4 separate regions of the Mus musculus genome follow, and regions 1, 2 and 4 are each linked to region 3. Evidence: chromatin contacts called from public Hi-C data. All regions are on one chromosome and are shown on one strand. The core of a region is the stretch at or near the end of the contact, and the rest is flanking DNA. Distances in the headings are between cores, read along the strand shown. Region 1 overlaps Ndufa12 (NADH:ubiquinone oxidoreductase subunit A12). Region 2 holds the start of Tmcc3 (transmembrane and coiled coil domains 3). Region 3 has its middle 48 kb from the start of Gm32827. Region 4 overlaps Gm32898 (a long non-coding RNA gene).

Region 1 (3,550 bases), core at 1,023-3,522, 170 kb before region 3:
GTGGTGAGGCATATATGTAGTGCTAGTGATCCATAGGCTGAGAGAAGCATAGAAAGTTCCAGGCCAGCCTATACTATGTTGCAAGACTTTGTCTCAAACAACAACAACAAAATTCTGTTCTGATCATTTGCTCATTTTAAAATTTTGTTGTTGTTGTGTCTTTTATTTTGAGGTCTTTGATCTGGGTTACTGGAAGTAGAGTTACCAAGGTAGGAAAGACAGAGAAGGCTTGGTAGTCAGGAGTTCTCTTTTGTAGACACAGTTGGGTCTGGAGAGTGACAGCTGAGAGCACTCATCGGCAGTCAGGATAGAAATTGATGCTAGACACAGGAATTCCCTGGGATTTTAATTTTAGCTAGTGTACTGTGTAATTTAAAAGAAGACGACCTTCCGTGCCACACCTTGCTTGCTGCTCTGGAGACCAGGTAAGAATATTCTGTCTGGACTGTTAGGAATTGAGTTCCGATTGGTAAGTTGCATATGACTTGGGGGGGAATCATAAATGCCTGCTCTTCAGGTGTGCTTGGGAATAGTGTGTGTTCCCTGTGGGAATGGGAGTTCTGGCACTGAGCCTATGTCTGTAGAGATGTTGGCTGTCGAGGAGCAAGAAGCTTTTAATCACAGGCCAGCTCCTGCACCTGCTGGATACGACACTCATCTCCCTTGAGTGTGTGCTGTGTCGTCTGGGGAGTAAGGGAGCCCAGCTCCTGGATGGCTGAGTGAGCTGTCAGCTGCATGACCGACTGCAGAGCTCGCAGTGAGGAACCTGTGAGGCTGCCCAGCTGCAGGTGGTGGCTCTGTCCTCCGCTCTGAGTCAGCAGCTGCCACTAAGGCCTGTGACAGTCTTGCAGCTTGCTCAGCAGCTGAGTAATGTCACCTGGGGACAGGTTTTCTTCCGAGGCATTAGTAAATTTTGATAGAATCAGAGATCTTTAGTCATCTTGTCAGTTTCCCTTACTCTTCCCTAATCTTGTGGGGTGGCAAGTTCACTTTATGGATCCTGTCTTTGCTTTGTTCCTTTCAGTCTGCCAGTCGCCGTTATGGCCACTCGGTCCACCCGTGGACCTGCAGAAGGGATGTGTGTGCCAGTGTGGCGGATGTCTTGGAAGGACACTGGGCTGCATGGGCCTTGAAAGGAAAATGTTACTGTCTGTTACCCCGCACAGTACTCTGCTCAAAGACTTTCAACTGCTATTCATCTGAGGCCTACTGCACGTCAGGCACTGGCGCTGTGTCCCTGTGAGAAGGGAAGCACACGTGCCCTCCAGGAGTTTACAGCACCTGATGAGTACAACCTGGCAGAGTCATACAATTCTACAATTCTTTACTAAGATTAAAATGTCTTAGTATTTGTATTAGTTTAAATGCTTATATAGAATAATCTCAAAGTATTACTTAAGTAAATGCTACATATTTTATACCACTTTTATCTCTCCTCACTTTTATCGTTAAATTACCCATCATTCCCTAGCTCTTAGCCTGAGCATAGAGTTGCTGACATAAAGACCAAATGAATCATGAGTAGCTACGTAAAACTTGGCAGGGTTGGAGTATTACTGAGTGTGGAGAAGTGGACTGCTGGGTTATTTCATGCAAGTAGGATAAAGTCATTGTTGTCTCTTGTATCAGTAGAAGTAGATTTACTGTTTTTGATTTGACGTGTTGGAACCCTGACTTGCTTAAAAATTGTAGTTTAATGGCTTGCTTGGATTTTTCTCTGCAGCATATATGCCATGCCTCCACTTGGTGGCACCTTCTGTTCACTTATAGCTAACATGTCTTTTTCCTCAGTGTAGAGCACTCATGTCTCCTTGTATACTGAAATCAATCTCTCTCTCTCTTTCTCGCTCTCTCTCCCTTCCCTTCTCTCTCTCTCTCTCCCTCCCTCCCTTTCTCCCTCCCTCCCTCCCTTCCTCCCGCTCTCACCCACCCTTCTTCCCTCCTGTTGGCCTGTCTTCTAGTTTTTTTGTTTTTATTGTTGTTAAAGAACAAAGCCATAGACAGGTTTGTGTGGAGGAGGTGGGGTAGGCAGAGGAAAGTCAAGAGTGCTTCATTGGATCAAAGCACTGAGTGAGGCTGTTCACAGACATAGAAAAGATGCAGTGGGTGTGGTGGTCCATGTCTGTATGCTCAGTAGTAGGGAAGTGGAAAAAGAAGAAGAATCAGGAGTTAAAGGCTGGCCTGGACTAAATACCACCAGCCTGGGCTGCAGAGTGCCTTGTACCAGGGAGGTGGGGATTATAGAAGACATAAAGATAGTCAGACAGGTGGGCGGGCTGGGAGAAGGAGATGTAAATAGTGGTGGGTGGCTCGGGGTAGAGCATTCGTGTTCCCTGCACAGAGCCCTGGCTTCATTCTGGAACTCCACAAAGACACAAAACAAAGCAAAGCCTGATTGTGAGGTGTGACTGTTAGAGAAACCTTGGTAATCCAGAGGCACACAGTGCAACCAGAAATACACTCTGAATTCCTTGGCTTTTGAACGGACACCCTTAGGATTCCCCTCACCTGGTCCACGGATATAGGTCGGCTTTTTTAGAAAAGGAATATGTTCTTTTTGAGAGATGAGATCATGTTGTGTTGCCTAGTTTGGATCTGAACTGGTAGGTTCATGGGATCCTCCTGCTTCAGCCTCCTGTGTAGCTGCTACCTCTGTCCCCTAAGAATCCCAGTGGAGAGAAGAGATGTTAGTTTACTGTCACATCCTCTGTAGAAGAACATTTGTGGTTATAAATAATAAGCATTTGTATTTGTGACATATGCAAGTGATTTGTGGTTTCCTCCCCCATTCACAGACACTTCCTGCGTCTCAGCAACATTCTGCCTGTTAGTCAGTGTTCCCCTAGCTGGGGGCTGTTGTACAATGGCAATTTGTATTTAAAATTAACATCCCATTTATTGCAGCTGTAAATCTTAAACTGTAGTTCTTCTTAAGCCTCGAGGCTTAGCTCATAAGCAGAATAACAAGATTAGTAAATTGAATACTTTCTGCATAAAAATAAAGAATAATCATTTTCTTTTGTTCCTTGATGAATGTTTGATAAACTCTAATGGAAAGGATTAAATTCTCCTAAACAGTTATATCTATTTACAAATTTAGTTCATTACATTATTTTAAGCATTTTAGTTAGGTTACATCTATAAATTTAATATATTTAATTTTCCCCAATCCTTCAAATGCCCAGGGAATCGTGTGTCAAGTCACTGTTCGGATCACATAGGCAGTTCTTATTACTCAAGCCAGAACTTAAGGGTCATTTCAACTCATCTAAGATCTGCCAACTACTTTTTCCTGCCTTGCTTCCTTTTAAACTATTATTAATGTGTCGCCCTCATCATTAACTGTTCTGTTTTCATACTTGTGTCATTGATAACATGTCCACCCACCGTTTTGTACCCCCTCCCCTGCTCTCTTTTTAAAATTGGGTTCATTATTATTTGTATACAGTGGGGTGCTGTGAGGTAGGGGCTGGGTGAGTGTTACAAGGACTATATGGGACCAGAGAACAAACTGGTGAAGTTGGTTCTCTCCTTCCATCTTTATGTGCAT
Region 2 (3,734 bases), core at 560-3,059, 140 kb after region 3:
TCTCATTCAAACCATCACATACATTACAGTCTCTCTCACTTCCTAAGTCTGCATTCCTCATACAAACATAGTCATTCCCTAAGGCTCTGCTCAAATATTGGCCTATCACAAAAGCTTCTCTGGACATCATAACTGAAATCACACACACACACACACACACACACACACACATCACAATCTATGCTTTTTGCGTGGAAGAATTTACCTGAAAATCTCTCTGAGCCTGGTGTGTGTGTGTATGCATGCGTTTTGTGTGTGTGTGTGTGTTTGTTTGTGTTTTATTTTAAAGGTTCTTTTCCCCTTTAAGTGGCTTTAAATTAGGTTTCTGATTCTTTTTAAGTTTTAATAATTTACTCTACTTTTGTGGCCACATTTAAGATGTATACTCAGTGAAAAAACGATCAATAAACAAACAATCCTCCCATCTGCCCTGTAGCTGCTCAGTTCTCCTTTCCCAACTTAAGCTGCTTGTTCACTTATTCCTGTAGCTTTTTTTTTATCTTGTCAGAAATGTGCCCTGTGTATATATAAGCACAGGCATATATCTATATTTATGTATATGTATGTATGTATATGTATCTATATTTCTCTATATAGATATGATACACATTGCACTTTCAATAAATGGTAGAACACTATATTCTCCAGCACCTTGCTTTTCTTCACTTAACTATACATGCTAGAAATGACTCCACAGAGGGCCATCGCAACTGCTACACTTGTCTAATACTCCACTAAGTCGACATGCTTGGTTCCCTGGTCTCCTTGTGAGTGAATGACACATAGGTCAGGTTGTCCTCAGTCTTTGAAAAGGCCTCCTATCGAGAGTTCTTTATCTTTCATCAATGCCTCTCACAGGACTATCAGATAGATGTCTTAGACTTCCATCCTGATCTTGTCAACTTCTGGTTCAGGGAGCCCAGCAGCTTGCCAAACACCCACAGAACAAAGCTGAACTTAATGTTGAAAGTACATTCCCCCCACCCCCTACCCCCGACTCTCCGTTCTTCTACCTGATCCCTTTTTGCCTGAAGACACCCACTAAACCGACACCTTGAGGGTCCCCTCCCCCACCCCCACCCAACGCACAGACCTGTTTTCTCTCAGCCAGCTAGGGGGATAAACACCTCCTCCCCTCCCTGTAGGCAGATCACACTGCACTCTGAGCCTGTTAGGATCAGTGATTTAAAACCTGCCAATCCGGTCTCAGGGGCACGTCTCACGAAACCACTGGACCTTGTGTAGTTAATTTGGGGGTTAGGCAACCGATACCGCATTGATTACCAATCAGTACTTTTTCTCTTCAGATTCCAAATTCCTTGTGGGCAGGGAGCACTCGCTGGGACTAGAGAACGCTCAAGTGGAAAGATGTCCCGGTTTCAAAGTAGCTTACAACACAGTGAGTCACACAAGCACAATTAAGATACACAACACAGTGGGAGTGCCGCTCCGTGGAATACTAGATGGGAAAATGCCCCTCCGTCCTGGAATCCTTAGCCCACTGTCCAGGTCCAGGAAAGCTGTCCAGCAAGTAAGTGTGCCTGTTGAGTGAAATATGTATATATATTTCATTAAGGCATCCGGCAACCTCCTGTGTGCTCAAACCCGTCTTTTTTATCACACTCAAGTGGGTCCATAACCTGTGCCAGCGTCGCTCATCTGAGCCGGGAGAGGCGTGGGAGCGCGTGGGCCCCGTTCGCAGGCAGGGAGGGCAGCTGAGCCCGGCACCTGGAGCGGGTCTAGGCGCCGCGCGGGCGCAGGGGCGGGGAGCGGGGAAAGGGGCGGAGACTGTCGCCCGCCTCCCCACCCGGGCGGCGGCGCAGGGCCGCGGGGTGTCGGCAGCAGCTGCAGCGGCCCGCGCCACCCCCTCGGCCGCGGCTCCGGGGCGAGGGTGAGCGGAGCACGGCGAGCAGCTGCCACCCGGCGCCGAGTGGAGCGGCAGCCCCGGAGGACGCAAAGTTGTCAGTCTAAGCGCAGACATGCCGGGCAGCGACACGGCGCTCACCGTGGACCGGACCTACTCAGACCCCGGCCGGCACCACCGCTGCAAGAGCCGGGTGAGGGCGCGCGCAGGGCGGCGCGGGGGTGCGAGTCTGCGTGGGGAGGGCGCGGGCCGGGTCGGCTCGGAGGCTCAGCACCGTAGAACCCAACGCCGGCCTCTCCCGGCCGGGAAGGTCCGGGGAAAACCTGCGGCCCGGGGACGCTGGGCCACCGCTGGAATCGGAGGCTAGCCAGTCCTATTCCACGACGGTGTCGCCGGGCTCTCCTCCCCGCCAGAGAGCGCACGCTGCCTGCCGGGTCCCCGGGACTCCCAGGGTCTGGCTCCCTCCCGGCACAGCCACCTGCAGGGCTCTGCATTGCTGCTGCGTCCCCTGCCTGGCAGCTGAGTCCCCTGCACTGTACGCCCGGGACGCGCTGCCCAGGTCAAAAGTCGATCTCGGCATGGACGCTCCGGAGTTGGGAGCCGTGCAGAGCGGGTGCCTTCGCCACGGTTTGCAGCCTAATTTGCTGTTGCTGATTTTGGCTGTGAGCGAAAATAGCTCTTCTGAGCAAGCTGTGGAGACCGGCCATGGAGGGCTTCACTATAAAGACGGAGGCCACAGCCCCAGCTCTGGGCCCCTCCTGAGGAACACTTTCCCTTTTGGGAAGCTCAAGTGTCCAGCAAGGATGTGACACCCCCCCCCCCATCCCTTCTTTTGACGGACTAAAGTGCCATTTGAAACAGCACCTCCTCCACTCTGGCAGGCGGCACCTGGAGTTGTTCTCTGAGCCTCCCAACTTCTGGCTTGTCCGAGGAACTGGGGATTCGATGTCGGCTTTCTTGTATAAAGTTCGTAGAGATAGACCGGGCAGAGTTTCTACCCTTCCACCTCTAAGATCAAGTTGCGGCCATAAGTGATAGGCATATGCAGGGGTCCCTTATATATAATGTGGGTATGCAGTCACAATTTGAAACAGTAGTCGATTCTCCCAGAAGTGGCATGTTTACCTCATTTCTCTTTTCACTTTAGCGCCTCTTAATCAATTTAGGAAAAATGATTAAAAAAAAAAAACCCACAAATTTAATGAGTTTGGTGGAATCGCTCCTGCATCGACCGACTCTTTCTCGGTTTCATTAGAAGTTTCATAACAGTGCACCAGGAAAGTATTCCCAAACTCCCTAAGAAAAACATTTAGAGTTTTGGTTACCTGCAGTCAGAAGTTTGCTTGGGAGGGCAACTACTCGCGAACCCAGCTGACTGAAGGAAAGGTCTTTTTTCATAAAACATTTGTAACCCGGTGGGGGTGGGGGACAAACGTAATAGAGCAGTCACAGGTGAGACGGTAATGCTAAGATAATTTGAGAGCCTGGGTTGTCATAACTTAATGGTCTCTGTAAGCAAGCAGGGTTGGTAACTCCTGGGGGCTGGTGAGCTTGTTGACAAACTTGGAATGAGCTTGAATGAGTTGTTGCGGGTCAGGTAGAGGTGGGAACTGGTGCTCACACACTCAGTTGGGGAATGGAAGGACTAGCTGAACTGCAGCGTCTTCCCCACACCTGTCTCTCCTTAAAGTGACCAAGACATCATGTCAAGGGGATTTTTTTTTTCCTTAAAAATCCTGCTTATCACGTTTTACTTGTTACATTATCAGTAGGGAGATACTGGATTTGCAAGTAAACTGTGCAGTACAACTGAGTTAGGTGCTGGATGGACTGACTAGTCTCTGTAATTAGTCCACTGGGCAGATGAAAC
Region 3 (3,340 bases), core at 397-2,896:
ATTCCCCAGTTGTCTCAGTCAGCAAGGGGACCTCGAGAGGAGCGACCCATTGTCAGCGAGCAAGGCGCTGTGCTGAGTTCCCGATCTGTGATCTGCTGGCTACCTTTCTCCTGCGAGTCTCTGGTGTTGGTTCTGACCTCTGGAACCTCCATAGGTCAAGAAGAACCCCTTTTACTTGTCAGATACTCCAAGGCAGCTGCTCCATCAGCTGGTCTCCCCCAAGGCTCACACGCCTGTTCCTCTGGCCTTTTCCCGTGGGGCTTATCTTTGAAGCACTTTGCCAATCACTTTGTCAGTCACCTTCCTCCAGACACACACTGCATTGCTCGATGCCCTTTTGAAAATGGGATGGATTGCAGCTGGCTGTCACCTTGACAACAGGGATGAAGGCCCCAGGAGAAAAGAAAATCCATCTTTCATGTTTAGAGTAATACATAGAAGAACATTAAAAATACAGACAAAATATAAGAAAAGCTTAAGTGGCTATAATGTTGCTATTTTAAATTTTGATTACATTTCTATTCATCTTCTCTGGGTATCTGTTATCTAAAACATGGATACAGAGAGGTGTGTTGTTCTGATGGCTGGCTTTTTCACATCAATATAAGTTCTCACCAACAGTGCTTTCCTTAACTATTTTTGGATATAATTTATATACATATATATGTATATACATACATATACATATATATCTAGTTTTTAAGTTTCATAAATAATGTATAATTGTATACACTTAACATCAAACCAGTCTTTCTTGTCGTCTCTTAAGCACAGATTCCTGGTTTAGAATTACTGGGTACGGACATTTTTTTCCTGGGCTTTGACACACTTGGATGTCCTCCGGGCAGAGTTTACCTGTTCCTCCCCTCTCTCCCTAAAATGGATCAGTGGCCTAGGCCATTTCAACTTTCCCTGACCCTACCCAGAGGAGATAATGAATGAGAAAAATCCCAAATACCAGGAGGGCATGTGCAGAAGGGGAGGGCCATCAATTGAATCAGCCCACAGCTTTGAGCACTTGCCCTCTCGGCTGTGCACCAAATGAATGAACCCTACACCTCATGTGCCAGGGCGGAAAATGATCAGGCTTATGAAGTGGCTTGCTAGAGGCCACACAGTCTGAGTGAAGATCGTTTTCTATCCAAGTGCAAAAACCTTCCCCGGCAGATGGAGCATATCTTACCAAAAGATGCACACATGGCTGGCCATGCCACTCGTTCAGTTGTCCCACCTCCTCCACAAGCACTATCCAGCTCAAGGCAGTATTGTTTCAATACAGTGTTGTCAGCCTCCTAAGCAGAGCTGGAGGCCTCTGGTGATTAGTGCGCTCGCCTCCTCCACAGGAGTGAAGCGGTGCTCATTTCTAACCCTTGCCGTCAAGCTTGCCGGGGGTTGAACCTCACTAAATAAAGTGTAGTGTGAATATTTGCTTATTAGCTTTTTCCTTTCCCCCAACAGTTTGAGTCCGTGATCTGTACGTTGCCCCCGTTGTAGAACATTCATATTGCATGACTAGACCGCAGCCTGCATTTGCTGTTGGCAGGCATTTTCTGTCATTTCTGGTTCGGGGTGACTATGAATAGTGCGGTTGGGACCAGTCTTGTATGACAAAAATAGACACCCATGCGCTTTGAGGTCAGGGGTAGTGTTATGCAATCGCTTCTCCGCGTCTGAGACATTTCCTTAAAAACAAATGCTGTTCGGTGTGAGACAGCAAGAGAGCATACATGCCTGTCTGTTTACTTGTGCGCATGCTCCCTGCTGGAGGGAGGGGCAGCCGACGGCACTCTTCCTGGAGAATATATGGCTGCCGCCTCTTGGAGGCATGCTTGCTCCAGCAAATGGGACATTCACTCTGCTGCTGGCAGCAGAACACAGGAGTGGCTGTGGGCGGAAGAGTGTTTCTGTGATTTAATTATGAATCTCAGGGAAGCATATTACGATCCTCTCCAACCTGCTGCGCTGAATGGCAGGATGCCACAGGCACGTCTCTCAGGTGTTCCGAACGTGCCAGAGAGAAAAGGGTGAGGGACCCTGTGACAACCTCTCTATATCTCTGCACACAGTGTCCTCACCAGAGATTTGGGGGGCCTGAATCTGGTCAGTCCCCTCTAAATCATTAACAGCTATGGTTGAGAGATCACAAGGACATAAGGCAAAGTTGGCTCGAGGGAGTCACATGCCTTACCCGGATCAGTGTCGCTCATACCTGCTCTGGTTTCATTGTTAACAGCACCTCCTTTATCTGGTAGCGATGTCCCAATTCATTAATAACTGTTATGGTCATCCACTTAGTCACAGTGCTTAAGGTTCTGTTGCCTGTATGCAAAATGACCTTGGACAAGCCATGGCAGCCCTCTGAGCGTCACTGCACCGACTACAGTAACGTGGGTTCGTAAAGATGAAACAAGGCAGCAGGTGATAGACCTTCAGCCCTGTCACAGAAAAAGAACCCAACTGTTTACCCAACTGTTTACATCCTGTTTACTGTCGCTGTCGCTTGAAGCTAGATTTTCCGTGAGGATGAAGTGTGATTGCCTGGAACCGAAGGGCCTGGGGCTGTGCAGTCTCATCTTCCTGCTGAAAGGGTTTGTTTGCCTTCCTTCCAGCGTACTAGGTGGAGTTAATCACTTAGGCTTTCTCTCAGGTCTACTGCGCAGATGCAGACGCTAGTAGCATTTGGATGTGAAACTATCAACCTGCACTGTAGGGGGTGATTAGGAAATCCTGAGACAGCACCCAGAATCAATGGGGTGACCATACAACCTGGTTTTACGTTGCTGCTCTGTGTAAAAATCAGTAGTGCTCAAGACAACCTTTGACTCCAGGTTCTCTCAGTTCTGCCCAAAATAAGATCTGTGTACACCCATCCTGGAGTAAGGCGTCACTTTTGGGACAAGGCCAAGGTCCAGAGAGAGTACCAAGGTAAACTGGATAGCCTTCTAAACAGAGTCCCACCTGGCAGCCAGCGACAAAGATGTTTGAAAACTCCATCAGATGGGAAAGCAAGTTGCAGGGAAATGCCTACTGTATACTTCACTTACACAGAGTTGAAATTTTTGTTATTTTTAAATCGGTGTGTGTGTATGTGTGTGTCTGTGCGAGTGCGCGTGAGTTCAGGTGCGCCCAAAAAGAGCGTCAGACCCCCTGCAGCTGGAGGTGCAGGCAAATAGCGAGCCATCTGATATAGGTATTTGTTGGGAACTGAACCTGGGTCCTCTGGAAGAGCAGCAAGCACTCTTTTTTTTTTTTTTCTATTACATATTTTCCTCAATTACATTTCCAACGCTATCCCAAAAGTCCCCCAGCAGCAAGCACTCTTAACTGCTGAGCCATCTGG
Region 4 (3,425 bases), core at 11-2,510, 230 kb after region 3:
CAGATGTGGACCACATAGGAGAAACGTCTTGGGGGTTGAGTTGGGATGTACACTCAATGGGTATATGAGGGTAGGGTAGGGGGATCCCAGTAGCAGGAAGCCAAAGGACAGGGCATCTCCATGAGGCTTAGGGATGAGCCCCCAGGATATGTGTAACACCTTAACCCAGTCAAAAGACTGCAAGGAAGAATCTCCTAAAGTGACAGTGGAATAGGAGTCTCCCAGGGGCACCGTGAGAAGCCAGCTCTTTTGTCTGTGGAGATTAGTAAGCTGAGGCCAGCAACAGGAGTTCCCATGTTAGCCCATTGCTTGTCCTTTACCACCCCAAATCCCCGACCAAGCAGACTCATCAGGGAAGAATTGGAAAGCAAGAAGAGAAGAACATGCTGCCAAGCTGAGAAGTCAGCCATTGGTCCCTCTACCTCATCCGTGAGCTGGACATAGACCTGGTGGTAGTTGGGAGATTAGATGCAATATCAGGTCCATGGGTTTTCTGGGTTTGTCTGTTTGCTTGTTTGTTTGTTTGTTTTATTCACCTTGGGCTATTTTATTTTATTGAGACAGAGTCCCATTATGTGGTTCTGGTTGGCCTGGAACCTACTCTGTAGACCAGGTTGGCCTCAAACTCACACTGCTCACTCTCTAAAATGCTGGGATCGAAAGCTTGGACCATCACGCCCTCAAGGCTTGGCCATTTTAAACTCCAAGAACTGTGTCTGTGTTTACTACCAAAAGTGATCTCAGCCTGTTTCCCAAGATGAAGTCATGGATCTGGCAGAGTTTTTGTCCAGGTGTGTTTTATGTCCTGGGGAGTTCCCAGGGATGAGAGAGACAGCAGCAGCAGGTTGACTGTGGACAGCTTGTGAGCTGTTGTCAGTACAGCCGTTCCTCTTAGAGTCAACATGGAGTAAGCGTGGGGATCTGTGCTTCTCCCCACGTTGAACCTTCAGACCTGGTGAAGCCCTATTTCACTGAGGCGAGGGCCAAGCTCATCTGTATCCATCCTTTTCTCCACTGGCCTCATAGCAGCAGTGTTTCCCAACCTGGCCACGCCATGGCAATGTTTGCCCAGCCTGGCTACGAGATGGTCACCCCAGATCTAGGTTGTGCATCCTAGCTCACCCAAACACATAATTGCAGCTGCTGCTCTCTCTGTACTTATTACAGAGAGAGAAGGAAGTCCCTCCCCAAAACCAACCTGTGACCTTGGACCAGAGCTGGGTCACATAAGCACCCCGCCCTGCAACACATCTCTAGAACATTTTCACTTCCTTATTTCCTAAGACACTTCGAGCCACTATAAACTAAAATGGTGTCTCCACCCATGAACTGATCCCAATGAGATCATCAGTCACCTCACTGCTTGAGTGGGTACGGTGTTTCACAAACTATGTACTTTGATTTCTAAATCAGTTGATGCTGCTGGCTTCTTCTTGCCCCTTGAGATCTTGTTTGTCCCCTCACAGGGAGCTTCCTTTCTGGGTCTCCTACCTCTCCATCCCTCTTCAGGGTTCTGTGACTCTCTCAACTCCATTACAGTGTGTGTGTGTGTGTGTGTGTGTGTGTGTGTGTGTGTGTGTGTGTGAGAGAGAGAGAGAGAGAGAGAGAGAGAGAGAGAGAGAGAGAGAGAGGAGATGCCAGAGATAAATATTAGATATCATTCTCCATCTTTATCTTCTTCTCCTCCTCCTCCTTTCCCTCCATCATCTTTGTCATCACCACCACCACCACCACCATCATCATCATCATGATTTTTTTTGAGACAGGGTTTCTCTATGTAGCCCTGGCTGTCCTGGAACTCACTTCATAGATCAGACTAGCCTCGAACTTAGAGATCTGTCTGCCTCTGCCTCCCACGTACTTACTGACTTATTTTTATTTTTGAGACAAGTTCCCTCACTGAAGCTGGGGCAATTGGGCTAGACTGGCCATCCCCTGGGCTCCAGGGCTCTCTGTCCCTGCATTGGGGTCACAGAAGTGTGATGCCATGTCCAGCTTCTGGGTGGGTTCTGGGGATCCAAACTCAGGTCCTCCTGCTTGCATGAAGCGTCCTTTTCAAAGTGAGCTGCCCCTCCAGCCCCCACCCTACCCCCGCCCCCACCCCCGCATATGCTTTCTACACCAGCTCTCCTTGCATTCGGCAGCAGCCTGTGTGACAGATACCCAAACATAAATTCATCATTAGCACTCATCTCTTTTCTCCAGGGTCAATGTAGCCCCGGCTATCCTGGAACTCAATGTGTAGACCAGGCTGACTGGTTCCCAGCCTGGAACTCACAGAGATGCCCCTGCCTCTGCTTACTGAATTTGGGGATTAAAGTGGTGTGCAGTTACTCAACTCCATACTTCTAATTTCTGTATAACATCTCTGCCATGCATAGCCTTAGGCTGAAAACATCAAAGTCTTTCCCCTTACCTCTGGTGTTTTCGTATACCTCCACCTATCCAGACTGGAAGCTGGAGCCCTCACCATTGCCCACCTCAGACCCAGTCAGTACTACCTCCCAATTACATCTCAGAACTGCCACTCGCCATCTTGGCCACACTATGTTTGCCCTGTTTCCACTCTCTCTTGAGTGGTTCCAAACCAGTGCCTGTCTGTTCTGGTCCTCTTCCTGTGTGAGTATAATGCCTGCCACCATGCTAGCCACGTTGCCACCGAAAGATAACAGCTGTCACGGCTAAAATAATAAAACCCATGTTCTGGGGATGGCAGTGGGAAGACCGACAGAAGCCACTTGCCTATCAGCCCCATAGAGCAGCTGAATCAGTGCTGCCAATCACCTGCCAGTGCCATGATGAGGTCACAGAAATGTCTGTCCTACATAAGCCCTGGCTAATTGCATCACAAAACATCTGCTACCGAAGGGATGAAGGAGAAAACAGTCGGAACAAATCTATGACATGTTGATGTGTCAACCTCAAGGCAGCTATTTTAGTGCAAGGGACATATTTTAGTGGGAAAGACAAATTATTAATTATTTAGCATTTTTGTTTTTGTTCCCTATGACATGTTCAACTGATATTATGCCCATCTGTTTGAACAAGATCCATCTTCATTTATCTTTTTTGGATTATTACTGTTATTGTTATTATCATCATCATTATGACTGCTATTATTATTATTATTATACTGGGGCATATTAAGCAAGTTCTTACCACTAAGCTACATCCCCAACATCTTTGTTTTGTGATATAAATCGGTGCTTCCAATAATTTTTCGGGAGGAATTTTAGAATGGTCACCCCCAAACACCTCCAAGTCAAAAATACCTTTCTCTCACAGGTCCCTGTAGCTTCGTTGCTTGTTTTGAGTAACGATGAGGGAGGAAGGGCTCTGTGGGGTGGATAAGGGGAACAGATGTCCAGTTTCCCCAGTACGCACTGCTTTGACCCTGAGAGTGAGAGTTAGAATGTAAGCAGGAC

What was found. A called contact is a pair of places that touch in the nucleus more often than the background predicts.
Region 1: a Hi-C map of cortical neurons shows a contact between it and region 3, with 2.8 times the contacts expected there. The contact joins two enhancer-like sites. A contact is called at or near these places in 9 of 484 Hi-C or Micro-C datasets (B cells, bone marrow-derived macrophages, cerebral cortex and 5 more) and 6 of 115 datasets of contacts at active chromatin or transcription factors (CD8 T cells, SST interneurons, VIP interneurons and 3 more).
Region 2: a Hi-C map of nephron progenitors shows a contact between it and region 3, with 2.0 times the contacts expected there. The contact joins the promoter of Tmcc3 here to the enhancer-like site in region 3. A contact is called at or near these places in 1 of 39 promoter capture datasets (macrophages) and 4 of 484 Hi-C or Micro-C datasets (the N1E-115 cell line, cerebral cortex and nephron progenitors).
Region 4: a contact with region 3 is called in a Hi-C map of bone marrow-derived macrophages, with 29 read pairs. The contact joins two enhancer-like sites. A contact is called at or near these places in 8 of 484 Hi-C or Micro-C datasets (the N1E-115 cell line, bone marrow-derived macrophages, cerebral cortex and 4 more) and 1 of 115 datasets of contacts at active chromatin or transcription factors (microglia).

Annotation. Positions count from the first base shown.
Region 1 is chr10:94,209,154-94,212,703 of GRCm38.p6, forward strand. All of the region lies in intron 3 of Ndufa12 (NADH:ubiquinone oxidoreductase subunit A12), which reads left to right. Among named protein-coding and RNA genes, the nearest start is that of Ndufa12, 12 kb to the left of the region's middle. Within about 2 kb of position 2,273, at least 22 of the 459 cell types and tissues checked have an H3K27ac peak or open chromatin away from gene starts, as enhancers often do. A contact at or near this core is called in bone marrow-derived macrophages, cerebral cortex and cortical neurons, where this site is marked.
Region 2 is chr10:94,513,048-94,516,781 of GRCm38.p6, forward strand. It overlaps Tmcc3 (transmembrane and coiled coil domains 3), which reads left to right and starts at 1,810. Exons shown (of 4, transcript NM_172051.3): 1 at 1,810-2,057. The coding sequence starts at 1,980. Gm40743 (a long non-coding RNA gene) reads right to left here and starts at 1,832. Exons shown (of 3, transcript XR_871960.2): 1 at 1,641-1,832; 2 at 1,285-1,541.
Region 3 is chr10:94,376,830-94,380,169 of GRCm38.p6, forward strand. It overlaps a transcript of Tmcc3 not described here. Among named protein-coding and RNA genes, the nearest start is that of Gm32827, 48 kb to the right of the region's middle. Within about 2 kb of position 1,647, at least 138 of the 459 cell types and tissues checked have an H3K27ac peak or open chromatin away from gene starts, as enhancers often do. A contact at or near this core is called in the N1E-115 cell line, bone marrow-derived macrophages, cerebral cortex and 2 more, where this site is marked.
Region 4 is chr10:94,604,416-94,607,840 of GRCm38.p6, forward strand. It overlaps Gm32898 (a long non-coding RNA gene), which reads right to left. Exons shown (of 5, transcript XR_001779842.1): 4 at 3,273-3,425. Among named protein-coding and RNA genes, the nearest start is that of Gm32898, 18 kb to the right of the region's middle. Within about 2 kb of position 1,261, at least 49 of the 459 cell types and tissues checked have an H3K27ac peak or open chromatin away from gene starts, as enhancers often do. A contact at or near this core is called in bone marrow-derived macrophages, where this site is marked.